Linked DNA regions of Mus musculus: region 1 is linked to region 2. The links are chromatin contacts, called in public Hi-C maps. All regions are on one chromosome and are shown on one strand. Each heading gives the region's core, a stretch centred on a gene start, on an enhancer-like site or on the middle of the called end of the contact. The rest is flanking DNA. Distances are from core to core; before and after follow the strand shown.

The links. Hi-C and Micro-C count contacts between places; a contact is called where the count stands out from the background.
Region 1: a contact with region 2 is called in a Hi-C map of cortical neurons, with 2.2 times the contacts expected there. The contact joins two enhancer-like sites. A contact is called at or near these places in 5 of 484 Hi-C or Micro-C datasets (cortical neurons, embryonic stem cells and ventral hippocampal neurons).

What each region holds. Positions count from the first base shown.
Region 1 is chr1:83,714,390-83,720,753 of GRCm38.p6, reverse strand. No RefSeq gene overlaps it. Among named protein-coding and RNA genes, the nearest start is that of Sphkap, 310 kb to the right of the region's middle. Within about 2 kb of position 3,498, at least 3 of the 459 cell types and tissues checked have an H3K27ac peak or open chromatin away from gene starts, as enhancers often do. A contact at or near this core is called in cortical neurons, where this site is marked.
Region 2 is chr1:83,344,615-83,350,283 of GRCm38.p6, reverse strand. All of the region lies in intron 3 of Sphkap (SPHK1 interactor, AKAP domain containing), which reads left to right. Among named protein-coding and RNA genes, the nearest start is that of Sphkap, 61 kb to the left of the region's middle. Within about 2 kb of position 4,378, at least 23 of the 459 cell types and tissues checked have an H3K27ac peak or open chromatin away from gene starts, as enhancers often do. A contact at or near this core is called in cortical neurons, where this site is marked.

The sequences.
Region 1 (6,364 bases), core at 2,249-4,748, 370 kb before region 2:
AGTCTATCCTGAGGGTTGAAAGTTAAGATCCTGAAAAAGATTCCTTTTCCTACATGAAGGCCCCAATATACCAATTCCCATGCAAGAAACTACTTCTCTTAAGTAGTTCTGTGGCACCTTTTCCTGATTTGTTCTTTGCCACTGTCTACACACATACATGTGCACAGTAAGTATGCTTCAACAAGGTGTTCTATGGAAGTGTCAATGTAGAAAGTTGCATGATTAGATATAAGAACCAAGTGAAGACAAACACATGTGCCTTCTGGCCCAATTTCTCTCTTGTAATTCCCATCATCCTTCTGAAACCATCCTAGGATTTGGCTTTGCAGATACATGCAATGCAAACAGCAGCTTTCTCTCCTTCATGTAGCATATGGTCCAGTGAGGTCAGAACCGCACAGGAGTGATCCCTAAACAGAATGTCCTGAAATTGCTTTTCTAATTGAAGCATCTGTCCTAATTAGCAACCCTGACTCCAAGATCTATCCAGGTCAAACATTTCAGAGTCACTTTCTGTGACAGAATTTGATATTTTTCAAAGACCTTCAGACTATACAGTAATATCATAAACTACCAGACTTCTGAGAAATATTAATGAGCTATTGATATCCAGATGATATGATCCCCAAAGAATTTCATAACTTTTTTCTTTAATAATGTTTCTTTGAGAATTTCAGATAATGTTTCATTCCCCTCCCTCAACTCTTTCCAGGTCTTTCTCCTACTGCCTACTCCTACCCAACTTTATTCTCTCTGTCTCTGTCTCTGTCTCTGTCTCTGTCTCTGTATCTCTCTGTTTCCCTCTCTCTCTTTGTCTCCATCTCCCTCTCTCTCTCTCTCTCTCTCTCTCTCTCTCTCTCTCTCTCTCTCTCTCTCTCTGTATCTCTATCTGTCTGTTTAATGGTCAATAGCTTCTTGTCTAGGGGTAGAAATTCAGGCCCATTCTGGGATATTGTTTGACTTGAGCTTATGCAGGTTTTGGGAATGCTCTCACAGTCTCTGTGAGTTCATGTATACACATCAGCTCTGTTGTGTCTAGAAAACTATACTTCATTAAGGCCAGCTACCACCTCTAGTTTTTACAGTCTTCCCACTCCCTCTTCTGTCCAACATGAATTCCTAGAAGGTGTAATAGTCAGGGTTTTCTGCAGTCACAGAACATATGGAATGTCTCTCTATATTGAGGGGATTTATTATGATGACTTACAGTCTGTAGTCCAACTAACCCAACAATGAGCAGCTGTGAATGGGAAGTCCAAGAATCTAGTAGTTGTTCAGTCCCATGAAGCTAGTTGTTTCAGCTGGTTTTCTGTAGAAGTAGATTCCAACATGTGCTGGCAAGAAAGTGCAAGCAGTCAAAGAAGAATGAATCTTCTGTCTTCCAATATCCTTATGTATGTCTCAAGCAGAAGGTGTGGCCCAGATTAAAGGTATGTGGCACCATGCTTGGATCTGGTACTTGCTTTGTACCAGGCTGACCTTGAACTCAGAGATCTCCTTGCCTTGGTCTCCTAGAATTAAAGGAGTTCACTACCTTGCCTGGGCTTAAGATTTTCATGGCCACTATGCCTCAAGATCTCCATATCAAGATCCAGGTCAGAAACTTGTGTCTTCCAGCCTCAAGGTCTGGATCACAGGTGTGCCTTCCAATTCTGGATTGTAGTTCATTCCAGATATAGTCAAGTTGACATCCAGGAATACCAATTACAGGAGGATTAAATAGGGTGGGGGATGGGAGGATAGGGCAGAGGAGGAGAAATAGGGAGGGATAACAACACAAAAAGCCATTTGCAAAAGCTATGTGGAAATTTACAACTGTAGAAGTTTCATAAAATATGTAGATATATTTAAAGGTGTTTAAATGGAGTTACCATGTAGTTGTGTAGCATTGGGGAAGAATATTCTAACTAGACATAATATGCTACCAAATTCAATAACATTTTATACTAGCAAATGATGATGAAGACCTGTTTCTAGTGTTTTTCTCCATGTTGCCCTTCCTTGGAATATGAATTAGAACTGTACAGTCTGGCTGTTAATGAACACTAATAACATATTGCCCCTGGAAATATGCTCCAAGGCCAAGAGAAAATACTGGACACCATCACAGGGTCGAATACATTACTGGCTCTAGGTATTCAAATGAGTGAAGAATTGTATTCATTATATGATGTGAACGCCTGTGGTGAATCTGTGATTGCTGATGGAAAGTTGACCAAGAATTTGGGAAACTCTACATAGGCTAATAGTGGGAAAAAATTCTTTGTCAGAACAAATATGATAAGAGCAATATGGCAAAGCAAATCTGGATAAATTACAGGTAGCCCAGGTGTGGTTCCACTGAATATACTAACATAGACTTAGGTTGTGACACTTGCCCACCCAACACAATCACCTAACAATGTATATTGTAGAAGGTACCCATCCTTAAGTTTTGCATGGCTAGTTAAGGAAATGGTGTAAGTCAGTAATAGATGCCTTAAAGAAAATGGGCAAGTTTCAAAAAAGTACCCAAGTATCGAAACTGAGCAAAGGAAATATACATAATCCAAATAAAATGAACAGCAATTATAGAAACTTAGATATAAACATCCAAGAAAAATATCATAGTTGAGGTTCCAATTCCTTTGCCTGTGGATTCTACCAAACATTCAGAAACCAGTGTTTGTACATGTCAGGCCAATTCAAAGCACTCGAAAGAAACATTTATATTCACTCAAAGAGCAGTATGTTTCATGAGCAGGGACTCCAAACTCTTAGCACATTCTAGAAAACCAAGCCAGCAACATATGTACAGAATTATGAACTACATTCATTTACAAGGACATGTTAAGCCTGAAAGATAACTTCTTTTTTCAAAGGATTGAGGATAATATGTCACTGATCTTAAACCTTGAAGGCATTTTCCTGCAGACCAGAGGCCCTGATGAGTATCTCATTGTTTGCTGCTTCACAGTAGTTGATTTGATTCTCTTTCAAACAAGATCATGAGGGAGTCTACCAGTCCATGTATTGTGGATTAAAGCACTAAAACTTTGGTTTAATCTCTCCTAGGACAAGCAGCAAGGGAAAACTTTTCAGAACTGCTGACTCTTGACATTTGACCCTGGAACCATTGAGTTAGCACCTACATTTTAAAAAAGAATCTTAATTCTGGCACACACATTAAAATCTGAGGAGTATTGGCATTTTATAGTTATATGTTTCTTGAAAAGGGCTGCAGAATGTTAGTACTCCTACCAAGCCCTGTACAATTCTTTCCTCTCAGACAAGAAACAAAAATTGCATTCTGAATTTTGTTTTGTTTAAAAAATATATATACAACAGATCCTGTTTGACATTCTTGGTTCAGGTTTAAACCTGTTTTTGAAGTGAAGAAGTTGAAGTTTTGGACTGTTGGTATCATTGGAGCCCTTATTTGGGAACTGTTTGGAGGCCAGGAGAGTCATATAGTGCAAATGTTGGGAGACTGTTTATCTGCTCATTTCTGCCATTGGCTTCTGAACATATTCTCACTGATCCTCCAGATGGCGCTAGGACCATATAGTTTCTAAAGGCATCTGCAGTCATAGGAAATTTTGACTTTCTCTCTCTCTCTCTCTCTCTCTCTCTCTCTCTCTCTCTCTCTCTCTCTCTCTCTCTCTCTCCCCTTCTCCTCTCCCCCCTCTCCCTCCTGTCCCTCCTCCTCCTCCTCCTCCTCCTCCTTCTTCTTCTACTTCTTCTATGTAGTACTTTAATTTCATGAGGCAATAATCAGAAATGCACATATAACACATTTCCCCCTGTCTCAGCTACCTCTTCTGTATTTTACATGAAAAAGTGTGGAATATATTTAATGTTCATTTTTATGAAAAGCTTGGTTGTTATTCATAATAGTTCAGTTTTTATTTATTTTTTATTTCTTGAGACAGCGTGTCCAGCTCAGGTTGGCCTTGAACCTAACCCTAACCCAGTCCTAACCCTACCTAACTCTACGTAGCTGAAGGTGAGCTTGAATTTCTTATCCTCTTGACACTATCTCCCCAGTACTGAGGTTACATGGTGAGCACCACCACACCATCTTTATGCAGTGATGGGATCAAACCATGCATGGGCTTCATATATGGTAGCCAAACAATCTACCAACTAAGCTATATCCCCAGCTACATTCCAGTCTTCAAAACACTTATACGAGATTCTAAAGCATTCTACATTCCTCATTGTATGTCAACTTTCAAATGTAAGTTCCCAGGATATGCTATCCAATATCAAACATGGTAGCCAAATAATCATCACAGACTTAGCATATACTATTAGTGGTAAACCAGCATGACCTACAGCAGAGATTTGGGGAGGAGTGATTTTAGTCTTAACTGTGTTCCTAATTGGGGTATATGTTCTATTGTTTATCTTCACATTTATAATTTAATTACAACATTTGTTTCTTCCCTTTCCTCCTCCAAAGCCTCCCATCTATGTCCCTCACCCCAAACAGGCATTCTTAAACTTTACCAACTTACATTCCTTTGTCATGACCAATACTCCTGGACATTCGAAGTATGGTTGATATTGCAAGCCCCTTGAGATGAGAGTGTGCAAGACCCACCCCTGAGTACCTCCAACCAGGAGACTCCATGTATAAGACATTCTAAAGGCTTCAGAGGCCAGGTCCCCTCCCTCCAGAGACAGGCAGCCAAGCTCCACCCTCCAGAGTAAAAAGTCCAAGCTCAGAGCTTGAAATCCCAATAATCTTCACTTCCAAGAAACCCTATATAAATCCTGTCTTCTGTTCTCACCCAAGCAGAGGCAGTCACCCTTCTGAGTTTTCCCCCTTCCATCAAGTCTCATGTGTGAGGTTGCTTGTACAGTACGACTCTGGTATTTCCTGGCTCCCAATCGACTACCAGGATATCTTTGCCTTCAGAACTGTACCACCTGCATTGGGAAAACCTCCTTCCTCAGAGATGTAACACTTCCTCTGGGGAAGCTTTAACCCTTAGAGCTGTAACACAGATAAACCCAGTGGGATTCCACCGGAGAAAAGTGATTTTTTTTTTCCTCCACCAGCAGGTATCCATTGCTGTAACTTCTTGGTTGGGGGTGGGACCCTGTGTCCACTTCCCCCTCTCAGTACTGGGACCCTGTCTGGCTTCAACATTTGTTTTTGTTTGAAAGCCATGTGGCTTGCATGGAGATCTTTATCTGTTGCACATTCCAGTGATTCTTATTTTATTTATGCTTTTATCTTTGGAATCGATTTACATTTCAGTGTCCATGAAAGCAAATTTAAAACTAAATCATTTGAGCAGTGATTCCACTGAGAGGAAATGCTCACCTCTGATTCTCCTGTTTCTTTTAAGCAAGGAATCTCTGTTCCCAGAAAGGGTGAGGGTGGAGGAGAATGTCAGTTTCTTCAATTCAATCCCTTTTGGTCTTTGATCAGGAGAGGGAGAATGACTTTTTTTTTTTTTTTTTGATTGGTCACGCTGGGTGGGAGATAGCCAATTAGCTTTTACCTCTCAGTCCCTTTAAGATGTTCTGCCACCTTGTGAAAGTTTTTGAGAGCACATATTCGGGGATGGTTTTCTGCACTGTGTATTCCATTGCTGATTTCTATGTCCAGAGATCAGTTTACAGTTGCATGGTCCTGGGTTTTGATCCATCTCCTATATCTATGTTGTGTAAAGAACACTCATCAGTGATCTCTGATTGGTTAGTTAAGAGCTCATCAGCCGATGGACTGGGAAGGGTATTCAGTACTTCAGATCCTAGTGGGCAGGGTCACAGAGAGACCAGAGAGGAAGAGAAGGGACCATGAGGCAGAAGGTCCCTTTGGAGTCATGATGAGCAGGTAGGTTGTTAAGGGATTCACCAAGAGGACACGCATGTACAGAGCAAGCCAGGGCAAGACACAAACTGCAAGTAGCACTGGACCTTTGGCTGGGAAGTAGATAGCGTAGAGAGTTAGAACAGGTGAATATCTGCCCAGTCATAGTGCTTAAGACGTGTTAATAAACTTAATAGATCTTTTTGTCAATTATTTGAGAGCTAAAATGAGAACAGATAAGGCTATTGTACTTAAATTTCTGGCTACAGGCACAGAGTTCTGCTGACTGGCCCATCTTATCCAAATATTTCAGAAAGCCACATTGGGTTTTTGGTTTCCAGGTGGCAGACAACATCAGCTTCAACTTCTGAGCCCTAGGTACTTAGATGCCTGGAGGCTTCTGTGGGTTATAAGCTGATATGATGATTTGCAATGAAGCAAGTGGAGATATACCCAGAACTTAGGACTTCGTGGGCCTGAGGCAGAGAGAGGGATGTAAGAGGAAGGCCTCCAATGGGTTGGCTCAATGGGTAAAGGAGACTTGCAGCCAAGTCTGGT
Region 2 (5,669 bases), core at 3,129-5,628:
GGCAGCCTATCTCTGTATGTTCTGCCTCTTGCATTCTTTCTGTCACCTCTTCTTGATGGTTCCCTGAACCTTGAGGTAGCCGAAATAACTGCCTTGTTTAGAGCTGAAAACTCAACTTTCACTTATTCTCAGCCTTTTGAGCATCCTGAGTATCTGCATTCATCACCATTCACTAGAAAGAAACTATTCTGATTGATGTTGGGAGTAGCATTTACCTATTGGTATAAACCCAAATATTGAGGCTAGTGAGAAGGCTCAATGGGTAAAAACATTTCCTTCTAAGAATGACAGCCTAAATTTTATCTCTGGATCCTATGGTAGAAGAAGGAATCTAATTGCATCTAGTTGTCCTCTGATCATAGCAAACATACACACATACACACACACATGCACACACATACACACATACACAAAAACACAAACGTGCACTTGTGTACATGCACACACATGGATGCACATGCATAAGCAAACAAATAATTAATTAATTAGATCAATGTTAAGAATACATGTTTAGAAGATAATTTGACATTATTTCAGGAAGACTCAGCTCCCTCCTAGAGCCTGTGACTTCCCTGTAGATAGTATCATGTGGCCTGGAGTTCATAGAGTAGTTGGTTACTCCATCAACAGTTAGCCACTATTGAACAAGTGTGCACATCTTACATGGCAGGCTGGCATTGTGCTTGGTAGGTTTCAGAGCTGGCTAAGTAAAAATACTGGTACTTTTTCTCCCTCAGAAGGTTACATAGCACTTTCCAGCACTGTAAAAGCTAGGGAGAAAGTTTCCAGTTTAGATCTACCTTAACTTCTCTGTAACTTGTTATCGAGGTATTTGGTGGATTTCACACTAAGTCCTGGTGGGCATTGAAGAAGAATGGCAGAAGCTCGTATCTTTTAGGAGGTCCCCTAGAGCCTTCCTAACCCACAACTTATAAAAGAAAGTGATATCCCACATCTGGCACTGAGATTTCTGTTTCATAATCACAGCTGCTACAGAGCACAAGTTAAGAATATAGTTTCACAAACATCTTTGTAAGGAAACAAGTCACTTGAAACTGAGAGGGAAATAAAGCATAATGAAACTCTGCTATGTAACTGTAAGAAATAATAAAAATAAGCTTAAAATAAATAATATTTATTTATATTATTTATATTATACCAAGTGCTAATACCAGATATGTAATACCAGATAATAACAAGTGCTTGCATAAACACGGAACAACTTGCATTTTGCTCTTTTGCCAGTGGAAGTTGAAATTGATAAACTTATATAAATGCTTACTAGGTCCATGTAAATTTACTTTAATATTTAGTAGTGCTTATTCTTTTATGTGTTCACCCAGAACCCCCTCCCCAATAAAAACATAAAACCAAACATTTGTGTAAGTATTTACAACAGCTTTATTTGTACCTACCAAAAGATGTAAACAAACCAAGTGTCTTTCTAATCATAAATAGACATTTAAAAAAATCTCTGTATACCCAGAAACAAATTCTGATGGACAATAAAAGAAATTGCTAAATGCACCCAGTGGCACCATGAACTTGAAACTCATCATGTCGGGTTACATGAACTTGTCACAGTAAAGCCTCTATGTTATGAGATACATGTGACTTCCTGGAAAAGACAAGAGTCTAGAGGTGAAAATCAGATGAAATCTCAAGGGCAGAGTCTGGGTAGATATGTGTGATTTCAGAGTTTGGAAAATAGGGACACAAATTGGAACTGGAAGCTAGGTGTGTCTTCAAAGCACATTCTTCCATCTTGGTTTTGGTAAATTAAGAAGATTGAGAGACAAGAGGTATAAGAGGAGGCAAACAATTAAAACATGACTGGTTCTATGGGTTCCTGACTCACTCTACCACTTAACATTCCTATCTTAGAATATTCAGGCATCTCTAATAAAATGCCACATGTATACTATTATTGTTGTTATTCATTATTATTATTGTTATTATTTCATTATATTACTATTTTTACTATTATACTATGCAAAAGTGATGTTACTCACAGTCCCAGGTATGGAAAAGTCCATGGTGCAGATTGGGGCCTATTTTTTATCCTGAACAAAGTGGTGTGTCTGTATTCCACGGAGGATAAAAGGGATTATGGAGCCTCTTTAAGAAAGATGCTGATCCTCTTAATAAGGATTGAGCCCAGCTCAGCCATCACCCCGAACAGCACCACCTCTTAATGGAAACATATCAGGGGTTTGATTCCAACATGTAAGTTTAGAGGGATGCAAACATTCAGATGATAGAAACACTTAACCCTTACATTCTTTATCGCAGCATCATGTGGATTTCTCTATCATATGAACCATTAAGTTAAATATTCCAGTGCTCCTTTGTTTCTTGTTTTGCCTCCATAAATATAAAGGTCAGTTCTACACTATGCACAATATGCTACCCAGAGAACAATCCATAGCATGCAGGTTAAAAGCTTTGCTAACATTTAAAGTGCGGAAGAAGAAGAAGGAAAAAAAAAAAAAAACTTTGTAGAGCAGACATTGGGAATAGAAATAGGCAAAGAGGTGTTCCAGCTGGCACAGAACTAGCAAGCCAACAAAGCTAGAAGAGTTAACATCACTTCTGGGCTAGGAGTCAAATTTCCTTTAGAGTTTCAATTGGAGAAGGAGGGAGTTTGTATATAAACACAAAGACATGAAGAAGATGACAGCAGACCCAAGTGTCATAACCACTCGTAGAGGCCCATTGGCCTTGCAAACTTTATATGCCTCAGTACAGGGGAACGCCAGGGCCAAGAAGTGGGAGTGGGTGGGTAGGGGAGTGGGAGAGGTATGGGGGACTTTTGGGAGAGCATTGGAAATGTAAATGAAGAAAATAATTAATAAATAAAAAAGAAAATAAAAAAGAAAATTTGCTGACAGGACCCTGATATAGCTGTCTCTTGTAAGGCTATGCCAGTGCCTGGTAAATGTAGAAATGGATGCTCACAGTCATCTATTGAATGGAATACAGGGCCCCTAATGAAGGAACTAGAGAAAGTACCCAAGGAGCTAAAGGGGTCTGTAACCTTATAGGAGGAACAACAATATGAACTAACCAGTACCCCCCAGAGCTGTGTCTCTAGCTGCATATGTAGCAGAGGATGGCCTAGTAAGCCATCAATGGGAGGAGAGGCCCTTGGTCTTGCGAAGATCATATGCCCCAGTACAGGGGAATGCCAGGGCCAGGAAGCAGGAGTAGGTGGGTTGGGGAGCAGGGCGGAGGAGGGTATAGGGGGCTTTGGGGATAGCATTTGAAATGCAAATGAAGAAAATATCTAATAAAAAAAGGAAAAAAAAAGAAATCTGAAAAGAAGCAGGCTCCAGGAAAGGGTCAAAACTGAATCAGGAGAGAGGGCTGTGTCATTCTTCCAGGTGATGACTAAATCCCATGAGGCCCTGCAAAGAGAATGATTGCTGGAAGTGGAAGGGACAGTATTCCTCTAAGTACTTATGAGCACAATAGGGAAAATCAGTCTGGGGAAGGGGGCAATCCTCCCCAACTTTCCAAATATCTCTAGACAACTCAAATCTATCCACCTTGCGACACACCCATCAAGTGCAAGGGCTTTTGCTGCCTCTTGACCCTAGATAAAACTAGCCACTTCATTCTTGGACTATTTGGCTGGGTTTGACATTCCTCAAAGCACTTCCCTGCCTTCACATTCTTGGGACTACTTTCCAAAGATGCAGTTGGCTTTGTATGCATATTTTACTATATTTTGCCACAGGGCCTCACCTTGACCAGGCTGCCATTGCACTTCTAATCCTCCTACCTCTATCTCTCTCCTGCTGAGAATACAGTGGATGATGCTAGGTCAGGCTTCTTTATATTTTTCTCAGTGTCTCACTGAGTTCATTTGTGAGCTCAGTGAACATTTGCTAACTGACTGTTGGCTGTGGAAAGTAGAGAAGGAAAATTAAAACAAGGATGGCATATCACAAACAAAGGGGGAGAGAGAACTTGTCAGATGCTAGCAAGATCAAGAAACTGCTAAGATGGAACACAGATCCTATAAATTCCACTGCCTGCCTCTGCTAAGAGAAATCAGGTATCAATCAGCTGCCTATTTAGTTGGGTGATCTTGGTTTTGTAAACATCTTCCTATTTGGTCCCTGGAACAGCTTTCTCAAGTGGCATTGTTATCATCAAATGATGCAAGAACTGACTCTCAGAAGTCCATCAAATTGTCCAATTATACTTGATAGGTGCTTGAGATGAGGAGAGTGTGTTTTCAGTCCTTCCTCCAGATCTTAGAAGCTAAAGGCGAGCATCTTCTCCGATTTAAGTTACCAACCAAAGAAGCAGGCATTGCTCAGCCATGGTAGGACTGAGTCTAATTTGTGAGAGTCACTTCTTCCCTCTCTGTCTCATACCAAAGCTGAGGGCCTGCACCCTGCTACTGCCTGGTGAAATGAAAGCAGTTAGCTACACCGTGGAGCGGGAAGGTTTCTTTCTTTCTTATTCACAACACTCTTGGAACGTTCAGACAAGCTGCATCGTTATCGTTTTAGACTTGGGAATGCGCGGCACGCAGCGCGTTCATTATTAGCCCTCCATCTGAAATAGGCAAGCCTGGAACTAAAAATAGCAGATAACTAAACGAGCGGTGGAGAACCTGGTGAGTGGCTCTCTTTTCCCACTCAAAAAATGACTCGCTCAGCAGGAAGCTATATTCCTAACGCTTCAAAACATTAAATGTTCAAGCACATACTTTTTCCCAAGCACTTCTTATAGTTCTTTGTTCAAACCGTTAGACAAAAAAAAAAAAAGTTACAATTGTGCAACACAATAGGCCAAGTAATTTACTGAAGCTAGCATGTTTATTTTCTTTACTTGTTCTCTGATCAGTCTTTAAAAAAAATTCCCATATCATGTGTATAAGTGTGTGCCTGACTTTGTGTGTATGTGTTTATGTGCATCATGTATGTGTATGTTCCTATAAAGGTCATAAGAGGATTCCCTGGAAATGTAATCACAGACAGTCGTGAGCCACTTAATACGGATGCTGGAAGTAAATCCAAATCCTGTGCAAGAGCAGCGAGTGTGCTTAGCTTCAAAGCCTCCTCTCCACTTCCCTCCCTCCTCCCCTCTCCTTCCCCATTTTTTCCTCATTGTTTTTTTCAGTTTGTTTGGTGGAGACAGGGTTTCTCTGTGTAGCCCCAATGTCCTGCACTCTGCAGACCAGGGTGGTCTTAAATTCAGAGATCCCCCTGCCTCTGCCTCTGCCTCTGCCTCTGCCCCTGCCCCTGCCCCCTGCCCCCTGCCCCCTGCCCCCTGCCCCCTGCCCCCTGCCCCCTGCCCCCTGCCCCCTGCCCCCTGCCCCCTGCCCCTAATGGTCACTGCTACCGGGCTTCTCCCCACCCTCTTCAGCTTCTTATCGTTAGGAAGTGTGAAGTATGAAAGGGAAGATTACATTATGCTTCGTACAAGGGTAGTGTTTACCTCAGATAGCCTGATACTATGATTTTACTAAGAGAAATTGGGCCAGAAGCTAGGAGGGATTAAGAGTTAGCTGACAGAGAATCAGGACTGGCACACAACTTTCAACTAGGGTCCTTAACTTAGACCAGTTGACCCAAATGTAAGATGCATGAGACAACACTATCTCACAAAGATTCTGGCTTGCGTTGAGGCCCTGATATCTGAGAGGCTGGTTC